2 separate regions of the Arabidopsis thaliana genome follow, and region 2 is linked to region 1. The links are chromatin contacts, called in public capture Hi-C maps. All regions are on one chromosome and are shown on one strand. The core of a region is the stretch at or near the end of the contact, and the rest is flanking DNA. Distances in the headings are between cores, read along the strand shown. Region 1 holds the start of ZW2 (transcription factor-like protein). Region 2 holds the start of AT1G60300 (NAC (No Apical Meristem) domain transcriptional regulator superfamily protein).

What was found. Capture Hi-C pulls out chosen DNA fragments and counts their contacts.
Region 2: a capture Hi-C map of seedling shows a contact between it and region 1, with 2.7 times the contacts expected there. A contact is called at or near these places in 2 of 26 Hi-C or Micro-C datasets (root and seedling) and 1 of 3 other capture datasets (seedling).

The regions. Positions count from the first base shown.
Region 1 is chr1:21,638,783-21,644,606 of TAIR10.1, reverse strand. ZW2 (transcription factor-like protein) reads right to left here and starts at 3,516. Exons shown (of 1, transcript NM_104613.4): 1 at 2,566-3,516. The coding sequence starts at 3,457. The coding sequence ends at 2,780.
Region 2 is chr1:22,228,124-22,233,900 of TAIR10.1, reverse strand. AT1G60300 (NAC (No Apical Meristem) domain transcriptional regulator superfamily protein) reads left to right here and starts at 3,153. Exons shown (of 1, transcript NM_104719.1): 1 at 3,153-4,121. The coding sequence starts at 3,153. The coding sequence ends at 4,121. It also overlaps the pseudogene AT1G60290 and the pseudogene AT1G60310.

The DNA.
Region 1 (5,824 bases), core at 2,267-4,766:
GGTGATCCGATGTAACGGACACCATGCGCTCCGAGCCAGGTTCTCGATTGGGTCAACAAGCATGAGATCCGACTAATCTTGGGGCCAGCAAAAGCAATGTGAAAAATCCTGAAATCCACACGTTTATGAAATAGTTTTTAGAATCGAATGAATTGTTTGTAGGGTACGTAAACACACAAGTATTGATAGTTTTAAAAACAACAAAAAACCACTCGAGTAAATACTAGCCTTCGGTTCCTAATTTCCCATGAACATATCTAAGGACCGAAAATATGAATTCTTGGAATTCATATTCCATTTAGCATTGTATGTTTACTTGTATTCGAATTCAAAACAAACGAATAGTTTCTTTTTTCTCCTTCTGCGGATTGGAAAATCGAATGTTAGTATCCACTATTTAATATGAAAAACTATTCTTCTTATGCATGTTTGCGTACTTTGCTTTTTGTTTCTATGCGACGACGTCCTTTATGAAGTTGTGACGCTATACAATGTACATTTTTGGAAATTAATAGAAAGCCACCGTAATTATGCGAACCTTTCTTTAAATATAGTGATGTGATGTCCATTTGCCTACATCCAACGCACAATAATGCTGTCACTTCAATATTTTGGAAGAACCCTAAAATTATTAGTATCTATTACCCGCATGTTTAATTTTAATCAACTGTTGGTTAATAGTGACTTAATATCAAATATGCGTCGAAGGCTAGCTAGTATTTTCTCAAGAGTTTTGTTCTTTATTATGTCGGATTTTGGGACATATATAAATAGATTTAAGGGTTGTCATTTATCACTCACAAGGTAAATAGAAAGTAAACCATAGAAGTAAGAAAGTATCAGCCTCAAACAAATTAATTGTTTCTTCTTGTTTACGAGTTTTCTAGTTTTGTCCGTATAGTAACACAAAAATAGTATTATGCTTAAATGATGACTACAAAAATACGTGACACTCGTCACAAGTTTTGTTTTCTATAATTAGTTATAGGTATATGCTTAAATTTTTACTTCGTATCATAGTCATAGACCTATACATAAACAGTTGGTTATTTATGGAGTCAAGACTCAATAGTAACCTAAATACTATAAATTATATAATCTAATATAATCTTGAGTTGACGCAACTAGTGTCACGTAGCTACAAAACTAAGCATCAAAGTTTCAAATTAAAGTAGAGATGCATTGCATCAATCTAATATGAAGTTAGAGAGATGCTCTGATTCTGCCAGACTAAAAAGTTATGAGTGACAATTCCTGAAAAGCAAAACGAATTAGTTCTCATAACTCATGAAAATGTTGCCTAAATTAATTCGAAACATAACATTAAGCCGGAAGGAATTGTCTCATCCAAGGTGTCTATCACCACAACTGCACATACGAATCCGATTCTTACAAGCCATTATGGATGGTTTCCCAATCTCTTAACCAAAATCTGCACCACGAAAAGAAGCATCTTTAGGTATCGGTTTTTTCCGACAGCAGGCATAAACCGAAGTTGTATCGTCAACAGTTTTTTGTCAAACCCACCAATGCTTTTTAGTTTTTACATGTAGTCATGATGAAGCAATCGTGCACTAAGTAATGCACTACGTGTGGAATCGAATTATGATCCGTTACATAATGTGAATTCCAGAAAGTAAAAGGGTTAGTGATAATAATGGAAGACAATTCTATTTCATTTGTACTTCAGTACTTGTTGTGCTCCCATGGTGCAACGAAGAATTGGATGGAATTTTGATTATTAAAGACTTAAAGTATTTATGGAGAATCAGTTTTCTACAGCTTTAGAAGTTTCAAGTCAAGTGCATGAGTAGATAGTAAGATGGTCTTTTTGTGTTCTTGCCGCTTAAATATTTTATAAATGAGGCAACTTCATGGGAGAGTGATCCCTTGAGCGCCTCTGCCAATAAACACTATTAAGTTGAAAAAACATGATATTTAGTACCTCAATATTAGTGAAGAAGATTTTAAATTCGACGGTGAAACGTGAAAAACATATGAGAAGCATGGACTATCGAAATGGGTAAGTTAAATTGTTATTATCACTGGCCATAACAAGAGAAAGAAAAGCAAAAGATACTAATTTCTTCATTTTATCCTATTAATTTTTTTTTTTGCAAAAATGGATATAAGAATTTCTAATTTTTAGCCAATAGATCATATGAATTAAAACATGATACTGTTCAAAACCCAAAAATGGGCGGACCTAGACGCTGAACAAGAAAAGCCTATCCATTCGCCAAGGCCCAACTAGTCAATATGTATGGAAATCAATGCCTACTGAGAACTGCAAGTAATCTTAATATAAGCTACATGTAACAAGAGCAAGAGCTAGAAGACTTACCACCAACTTGAATGCCATGAATTGTAAAAATTAATTTTGTGTTACGGTAAGTTGTGGACTGTATTGTTTATTCAAAGGCTTCTTACAATCGAACATAAAGAAGAAGACATTTTTGGGGAAGAAAATGAAGAAAGGGATAGAAGATTGGCTGATTAAATAAACCACTATCTTTCTTACATCATTCATCAAAATCTGACTATCATTTACAAAGTAGGATCAACTCTCACTAGAGAACTAAAAGTACGATGGCATGAAACGTAATTACATACAAAACTCATGTCCAAAGCCCAAACCTATACATAAGCACTACCGGATTTGTTTTTATTGTAGAACAAATGTTGTTCACTTATAAGACCAAACCTGATTTCGAAATACTTAGAACACTCAAAAAAAAAAAAAAAGAACATTAAAGTCCTAGCAAAGAACTGTTTCTCTCTACACACCTAAATCTCTCAGCCGGAGATAAAACTCTCCAGCGGCTCTTAGCAGCTTGATCGACTGCCGTGGATTCAGAACCTCCACCACTTTCCCAACCGTCACACACCGGAGTTGATCAGCGTTCTTCATCGCTTTAATCATCTCTACCTTCAAAACCTCCATTGCATCCTCCATTTCTGGCTGCTCTCCTTCGCCAAGCCTCAACACTCCGATGCGCCTAAATGGAACCATCAGAAGTGGATCCCCCACGCTCTGTTGTAGAAGCGCGAACCTTCGCATCAAATCTCTCTCCCTCCGTTTAGTCTCTAACCGAATGCTCTCGAGTTGGTCTATTTGGTGGCTCGTAAGGTCATTAACAGAAGTGGTTATGAGCTTAAAAACCATACCTGGTTTAAAACCTCCGATCCAGAGGATGAGTTTCTCGTATGAGCTGAGCCATGGTGGAGAGAAGAAATCATATATATCGTCACCGGCCACGGACATGGCAACTGATTTCTCTTCGTAGTATTGGAGATAGTGAGAAAGAAAGTTACTCACAAGAGATTCTTCTTCTATTGGAGTTACAATGGTTGTTTCATCAGCAAGGTGTGCAAGTTGTTGGACGAATTGCCTGTGACGGCAGAGCCAGTCATTGAAGAAGCTCGCAAAAGTTTCAGAGCTGCTAGTGATTGGCATGACTCATATATAGTTCCAAGTGAGTCAATGAATATAGACGAGACATGCATGTGTGTCTGTTTAAGTATTTATATAAGACAAAGACATCATCGTTAAAAATTATAGGTCGATTTTGGTGAAGTTAAGTAGTAATTAGAATGTTTAATTTTAATAGTAAATGGGAGCAGTAAGCGGTTTCAGAATGGTACAAAATAGTACAAAATGTACGATCTCTCATACAGATAATTTACGTAATTTGAAACATTTTAGGGCATGTCATTTCTAGGTAAATTTTTGTTTCTTATAGAGACATCCAAATTATCAATTGAATATCTAAATTACTTCAACAAATAAATAAAAAAGGACTGGGATGTATTATCTTGACCATCTACTTATCATCTAAAACCATCTCCATCAGTAGTCTCTCACATAGTTTCTCATTAACTAAAAAATATAAAATAATAATAAAATAGAAGAGAGATAGGAGAGAGATTGAGAATAGTTTCTTTGCAGAGAAATTTTAGAGTAATGATTGAGAGATTATGTGTATATGTGTGTATTTATAATTGCACAGAAACTAAATCATAATAAAATATTATTATATTTTTTTTTTGAGAAACTTTTAAAGTATGTGACCAATGGAGATGACCAATGGAGATGACCTAATGTCTTAATAATTGTTCTAGCCATCTATTAAATTACGAAACTATATATTTTTGAAGGTGTGATCAGTGAAAATAAGAGTTAAGTGGCTATATACACATCACATAAGAAATATTTAGCAACCATTTTCGGTTATTTTTATATTGATTTCAGAAAAGTTAACATTATTGGAGCTAAGTGTTTATAGACACTGTAGAATGCCATGATAATTTAAATTTATCCAAAAGTGAAACGTTTTCAATTTAATAGATGGTTATTTTTATATTTTACTTAATAGACTATTAATGATTTTAACATAATTATGATGATTATCAGTATTGGCTAATATATTATGTTTTTGAATCATAGTATTGATGTATAATAATGTGTATGGAGATCTAAAATAAAAGGTATATGTAATGTAATCACATTGTTCATATTCATGGATATAAAAAACATTTTTTCTATGCATAGTAATAAACTTCCATACACAACGTAAAATTCACTGTCACAAAACAAAAAGGGTTACAATCATATTCAGAGCTGCAGATTTAACCCGCAAAAAAATATCGAAGTGCTGGAGGAGGTCCTAAACCGGACGTAGCATCCATTGACAAGCTACATTGATCTATCATTTCAAGTTACAATTTTTTTTATATTTTTTTGATAATGTACAAAAGTTTTATGTTACGTTGATAAAAGAATATTAAGGCTGACGATCTTAAGAAATTGTAGACATGTGTGAAGAGAATCTATAACGTATATTCTTTTCTTCTTCTGGAATCCAGACTTTTGTCTTTACATTTAAACTTCACACTTGTGTTGTGTGGTAATGTTCAAGTAGAAAACAACAAATAACAATAGATATAATAAACCAATCGTAGTGGTTAAGAAACAAAGACATTGAATGAAGCGAATGTCGCTACACTGAACTTGGAACCATTGTAGGTAAGATTAAAAAAGGAACAAAAAAAAAAAAACTTATAAAGTTTTGTTAATCAGTAGTATCAAAAAAATAAAAGATGTGTTATTAAATTATTTTATTTTGTACAAATAACACACTCAATGTTTATTCAAATAGGTATGTTTTTATTACAAAAAAAAAAGAACTCTTTATAAACTAAATAACTCAAATAAGCTGCTGGCAAAGATAAACGGACTTAATTAAACTCACAGAGTCACATGTAAAAGTAACACTTTTTGGTATGATTATAAAAATAATATGCAAATCCATAGGTAAAAAGCCTATTTCAACATGTATAATTTTCGTCGTACGTGCTTGTACAAATTCATAGGAGAACCGAACCAAAGTGTATATATAAAAGATTAGGCCTTTCATAGAAGAAAAAAGATCAAGAGCTAGCTTTTGTTTTAATCTTAGAAAGAAGGAATTTACTTTGTTCGAGAAGCAGGCGTTCGTGTGCATGGATTCTGAATGATCTATGGATTCTGAATGATCTCAATACTTTGCGTAGAATAAGAAATTGGTTGGTGAGAAGCTAAGTATTTGTTTTAGTTGTCTGTAAGCCCAATAAGTGTGTGCAACAACTTTAAAAGATTTTCTATTGAAGTATTTTTTATATAAGGTGAGCCGAGGCTTGGTATATCTCGTCTCGTGTTACATACATCTTTACTTTTTTCATTTTCTCACCTCTAACTTCACCGAGCTTGTCAACGATCTCATATCCTTGGTGTGGAACAAACTAGTCCCCATCATACAATTTGAGAATTTTGTGACGACAATCA
Region 2 (5,777 bases), core at 1,904-4,403, 590 kb before region 1:
TTATGACATAAGACATAAACACATGACCAAATTTACGAAAACACTCCCGCCGTCGGCTATTGGCCCAGAAGTATTGATCAGTCACTTATCTTATTATTTTTCTAAATCCCCTAAACATTTGATAAACAAACGACTTCTTCTTTCTCAGATTGACTTTCCAAGTTACATTTGATATACACCCTTTTTGTGTGGTAAAGAGTGCTTTTTCACTTTACCAAAGGTGCAGTAAGTTAATGGTCAGTAGTTGAACTAGGTTCTATTGTATATATCAAAGATGCGCCAATTGTTTTATAAATAAGGTTTAGATGGAAGTTACTCGGAAAACATATATTTCCCAAAAACTCTTTTAAAACTATTCTTCAAATTCTCTTCTGATGGGATGAAGAAAAGTTTTCCTTCAAACAGCTAGGGAAGAAAAATTATGCTTTGTGATCCGCGACAAACATTAACAAAGGCTGGTGCTTGACTTAAGACAACTATATATATGGTCTAATAACTTGGAAAATCTTTGACAGAAATTAACTTTAAGTGCGGAGAATCTGTGATGTTGCGTTCTTCATTAATTGGTTTTGGACTTTTTAATTACATTATTGAGGTGTTTGATTCAGTAGGAGAAAAGTAAATTGAGAAGAGTGAAACAGGTCATAATTAACATCAACGTTTCAACCTCAAATCTAAGAAGCACGAACACTTGCAATGCAAATTTGGGCTTATATATATAGAGGGTTGTTTTGATGGGTCAGACACGTTCAATCATGTATGTTATGTTGAGTCAATCCGTGATTTTTTAACTTGACTTTAAGATTTAGATCCGTGGCTCACCCGAAATATGTAAATGATACCAATTTCAGGTGAACGTAAACTAGTGAGTTGTAGTAAATTAGTACCATATATATATATATATTCATATTGATCAGCTGTTAAGAAACAGTGAGTTGGCTAATCATGCATTTCATTAGTAATTCTAAATATTGCCAATAATTTAGAATTTCGCCTACTATTACAGTCATGTACTTGTATTATTTTATTATGTGTTTTTAATTTTATTAGTTAAGGATACAAATATCTGTATAACAGCTATAAAGTGTGTTAAACATGAACAAGAAAATAAAGGTGCTTTCATAATTAAGAAAATTTTATTTTACTGCCTCTATTGACCTAAGTTTGCAAAAATATAGGTCTCACTCACCTAAGTTTTGCAGATGACATCATGGTTCTCTCTGATGGTAAAATTCGGTCAATTGATGGAGTGGTCCGAGTTTTCAATGACTTTGCTCTGTGGTCAGGACTCAGAATAAGTATGGAGAAGTCGACTCTGTTTTTAGCGGGCACGTCTGCAACAGCTCACCAAACGATCACCTCTACATACCCGTTTTCAGTGGGAACATTACCTGTAAGGTATCTTGGACTTCCCCTTGTTAATAAACGTCTATCTGCAGCTGATTACCTTCCTCTCCTTGAAAAGATAAGACAACGAATTGGCTCTTGGACAGCAAGATTTCTCTCTTTTGCTGGTAGATTGAATCTAATAAGTTCAGTACTCTGGAGTATTTGTAACTTTTGGATGGCAGCGTTTAGACTTCCTCGCGGTTGTATTCGTGAAGTGGATAAAATTTGTTCTGCATTTCTTTGGTCTGGGCAGGAAATGAAAACAACGAAAGCAAAGGTGTCATGGCAAGAGATTTGTAAGCCTAAGCATGAAGGTGGTTTGGGTCTAAGATCCTTAAAGGAGGCTAACGATGTCTGTTGTTTGAAGCTAATATGGAGAATAGTGTCTCATGGAAACTCTCTTTGGGTGAAGTGGATAGAAGAAAATCTTCTCAAACAGAAGTCCTTCTGGTCTGTCAAACACACATAGGCTCTTGGATGTGGAAGAAACTCCTCAAATATCGGGCAGTTGCAAGTCCTTTATGTCGAGCGGAAGTCAAGAATGGGCAAACCACATCATTTTGGTATGATAACTGGTCTGATTTGGGTCGTTTATCTGATCTTGTGGGTGAGCGAGGTGCTATTGATTTGGGAATAGATTGGCAAAAATCTGTGGCGGATGCGTGGACAATGCGTCGTCGTCGAAGGCATAGAGACGGATTACTCATGCAAATAGAAGAGGCTTTAAATAAAAAAATGCAGAATCGTAAAGATGAAGCAGATCATATTCTTTGGCGTGGTATAAATGACACTTATCGGCCACGTTTCTCTACCAAGGATACATGGCATCATCTAAGAACTATCTCTCCCACGATCACTTGGCACAAAGGAGTATGGTTTACTCACGCGACGCCTAGGCAATCCTTTTGTGTGTGGCTAGCGGTTCTAAATCGTCTCTCCACCGGGGACCGTATGAGGATGTGGAATGTCGGAGCAACAGACACGTGTTTTCTCTGTCACACCGAGGTAGAAACTAGGGAGCACCTCTTCTAAGAACATTTTTCAAACTAGCTACTCAACAGATTGGCACACGAACCTAATGCGCGTCTCTTGCCACCAAAACCAGCGGGTAGAAGGATTTTTACAAAGGTATGTGTTTCAGACTGTAATCTATGCATTATGGAGAGAGAGGAATGGAAGAATGCATGGGGATGATCCTAACCCACCAGCTCGGTTAGTCGGATGGCTAGACAAGCAGATTCGAAATCGATTATCAGCAATTAGGCTCATGGGCGATGGGCGTTATGCGAGTGGTCTCCAAAAGTGGTTTGCGTCAAAGCACTAAGTTCTCAACTCATCAAAGTTTAATCTTTTCTCTGCTATTGTAATCTAAATTAAAGCTGCACTTGTTGTAAAAACGTTTTCTTTTGAATCTAATTTAACATGAAATTCAAAAAAAAGAAATAAGATTATTACTTATACATATGTCAACGAAACAAAACTATCGTATAACTGACAGTAATTTATTTTAACAAAAGCACCAGAAGAAAAGAAGAAAAAAAGTTTACAAAAAAATTATCCGCGGAGGAAAGGGTAGTTCATAATTGCGAAATAAAGAGATATCATCAGGGGTAAATTGGTCAACACAAAAATTATATATAACGGTCGCCACTAACTTATTAACACGAGTCTCTCTTCCTCTTCCCTTCATCTCCAAGAAACAAACACTCATTCTTGCGATTGATCTTTCTCTAGATAATTTTTTTGATCGATTTAGTTTCATTATGGAGGACGACGACGCAGCTTATGATCTAATCAAACACGAACTGTTATACTCAGAAGACGAAGTAATAATCTCACGTTATCTGAAGGGTATGGTCGTTAACGGAGATTCTTGGCCAGATCACTTCATCGAAGACGCAAACGTGTTCACCAAGAATCCAGATAAGGTGTTCAATTCTGAGAGACCTAGATTCGTGATCGTTAAACCACGAACAGAGGCTTGTGGTAAAACCGATGGATGTGATTCGGGTTGCTGGAGGATCATTGGTCGTGATAAACTGATAAAGTCGGAGGAGACTGGGAAGATTCTAGGGTTCAAGAAGATACTCAAGTTTTGCCTAAAGAGGAAACCTATAGACTACAAGAGAAGTTGGGTAATGGAAGAGTATAGGCTTACCAATAACTTGAACTGGAAGCAAGATCATGTGATTTGCAAAATTCGGTTTATGTTTGAAGCTGAAATTAGTTTCTTGCTAAGCAAGCATTTCTACACTACATCAGAATCGGTTCTTGAAAATGAGCTGTTGCCATCTTATGGATATTATTTATCCAATACACAAGAGGAGGATGAATTTTATCTGGACGCGATAATGACTTCGGAAGGAAACGAGTGGCCTAGCTACGTTACCAACAACGTGTACTGTCTGCATCCATTGGAGCTTGTGGATCTTCAAGATCGGATGTTTAATGATTACGGAACCTGCATCTTCGCTAACAAGACTTGTGGTGAAACTGATAAATGCGATGGTGGTTACTGGAAGATCCTGCACGGTGATAAGCTGATCAAGTCAAATTTCGGAAAGGTCATTGGTTTCAAGAAGGTATTTGAGTTCTATGAAACGGTGAGACAAATATATCTTTGTGATGGAGAAGAAGTGACGGTAACTTGGACTATACAAGAGTATAGGCTTAGCAAAAACGTGAAGCAGAATAAAGTGTTGTGCGTTATCAAGTTGACTTATGATAGATAGGATACTTTACTTTGGTTTTTGTGATCATCTTAGTATCTTACGAATATTCTAGATACACACATCTATAGATTCATGAGTCTTTGTGTTTCTTATTTCTCTGTTCAATATGGTTTAAAGACTAGTATGCTTATTTCTTGTGGTTTGTGGTAGTGAGAGGAGAGACTTTTTTTGTCGTCGCTGCAATTTGCTAATCGCATGTAAACAACCATATTAGCAGCAATCAAAAACATCAGAGACAAGTTGAGCCTAAACGTATAGAATTGATATGATCTGAAACCAACTACATGTTTCTGAATCAGCAACCCTAATAATCTATAAATGAAGATCAATGGGCAGAAAAATTGACATTTGTTTTTATCTGATTAGCAGAGATCATCGTTGTTGTGTTGTTTTGCGATTTCGTGTGTGTGCTCGTGTGTATATCGTTGTTTACATATAGCCGTCATATAGCCGTCATATATTTTTCCAGGAAGAAACAGAGAATTAAGAGATAGGTTAGGTCATCAACTTTGCCAAGGCTTGTTGTTGCCACACCGTCGTCGCCATGTATAAACCAAGAGTTGCGGTGTCGTCTTGAACCGTGAAGGAGAAGAGGAGTTGGGTAGAGCCACTGGAAAAGATTGTCGCTGCACCTTAGACACCAAACCAGGATACCAAGGAGAAAGTGAGCATAATGAGCATAAACGCTTTTATATAAACGCTTTCAAATTTCAAAAAAAAAACTTGAAATTGGCTTTTAAAACAATGTCATAAAAGTGTGCATAGCTACACGTTCTCACTACTATATGTTTGTTGTGAATTAAAATGTTTTGCAGATTGCGTTTTCTAAAGACGATATCATTCCTACAACTGGACAAGCTATGGTCGAGAATAAGCTGTTGGCAGTTCTTTAATCAATCATTGGAAGTAATGGGGTGTCTCCTGCGACTAGGCTAAATCTTGCAGAGAGATTGGCCCAGTTGATGAATAAGAACAAAGTCGAAGAAGAAGCAAAAGAGAACAAATGAATATGAGACATTTTTCTTGTAGGTCTTTATGTTTCAATATTCAATAATAAGACTTTTTAGCTCCCTTCAAATGTTTTCCTCTGTTTTTAAGGATATTCAAAGAATGTCATGGACTAGGATCAAAAATGCCCAACAGATAAAAATTATATTATCAATAGTTGGTCTTGATTCTCCACATTACGCCAAACGAAACCAGTGATCAGTAAATTATGGGGCAAAGATTTGGAACTATTGGTCAAAGAAAAAAAAAATCTGAATCTTATCAATTAGACATTAGACAATCAAAGTAAATAACCTAAATCCGTGTTTTACCACACGTCCACACTACTAATTTCACATGTGGAGTATTGTACTGTGTGGTACTCACGTGGAAAGTGAAGGACATGTGGATCGGAGTATCTATTTCTGTATATTCTTATGCTATTCTAACTTGATATGATGAAGATGCGCCGACCGTTTTATGAATAAGGACAAACATTATCAAAGGTTGGTGCTTGACTTGAGACAATTATATGGTCTAAATAACTTGGAAACTCTGGTTGACAACTATGTAGACTTTTTGGTTACATTATTGAGGTGTTTCCCTTCTTTTTTTTAATCCATTCACAAATTTTGGATAAACAGTGAAAAAATATCCGTGGAAGAAGGG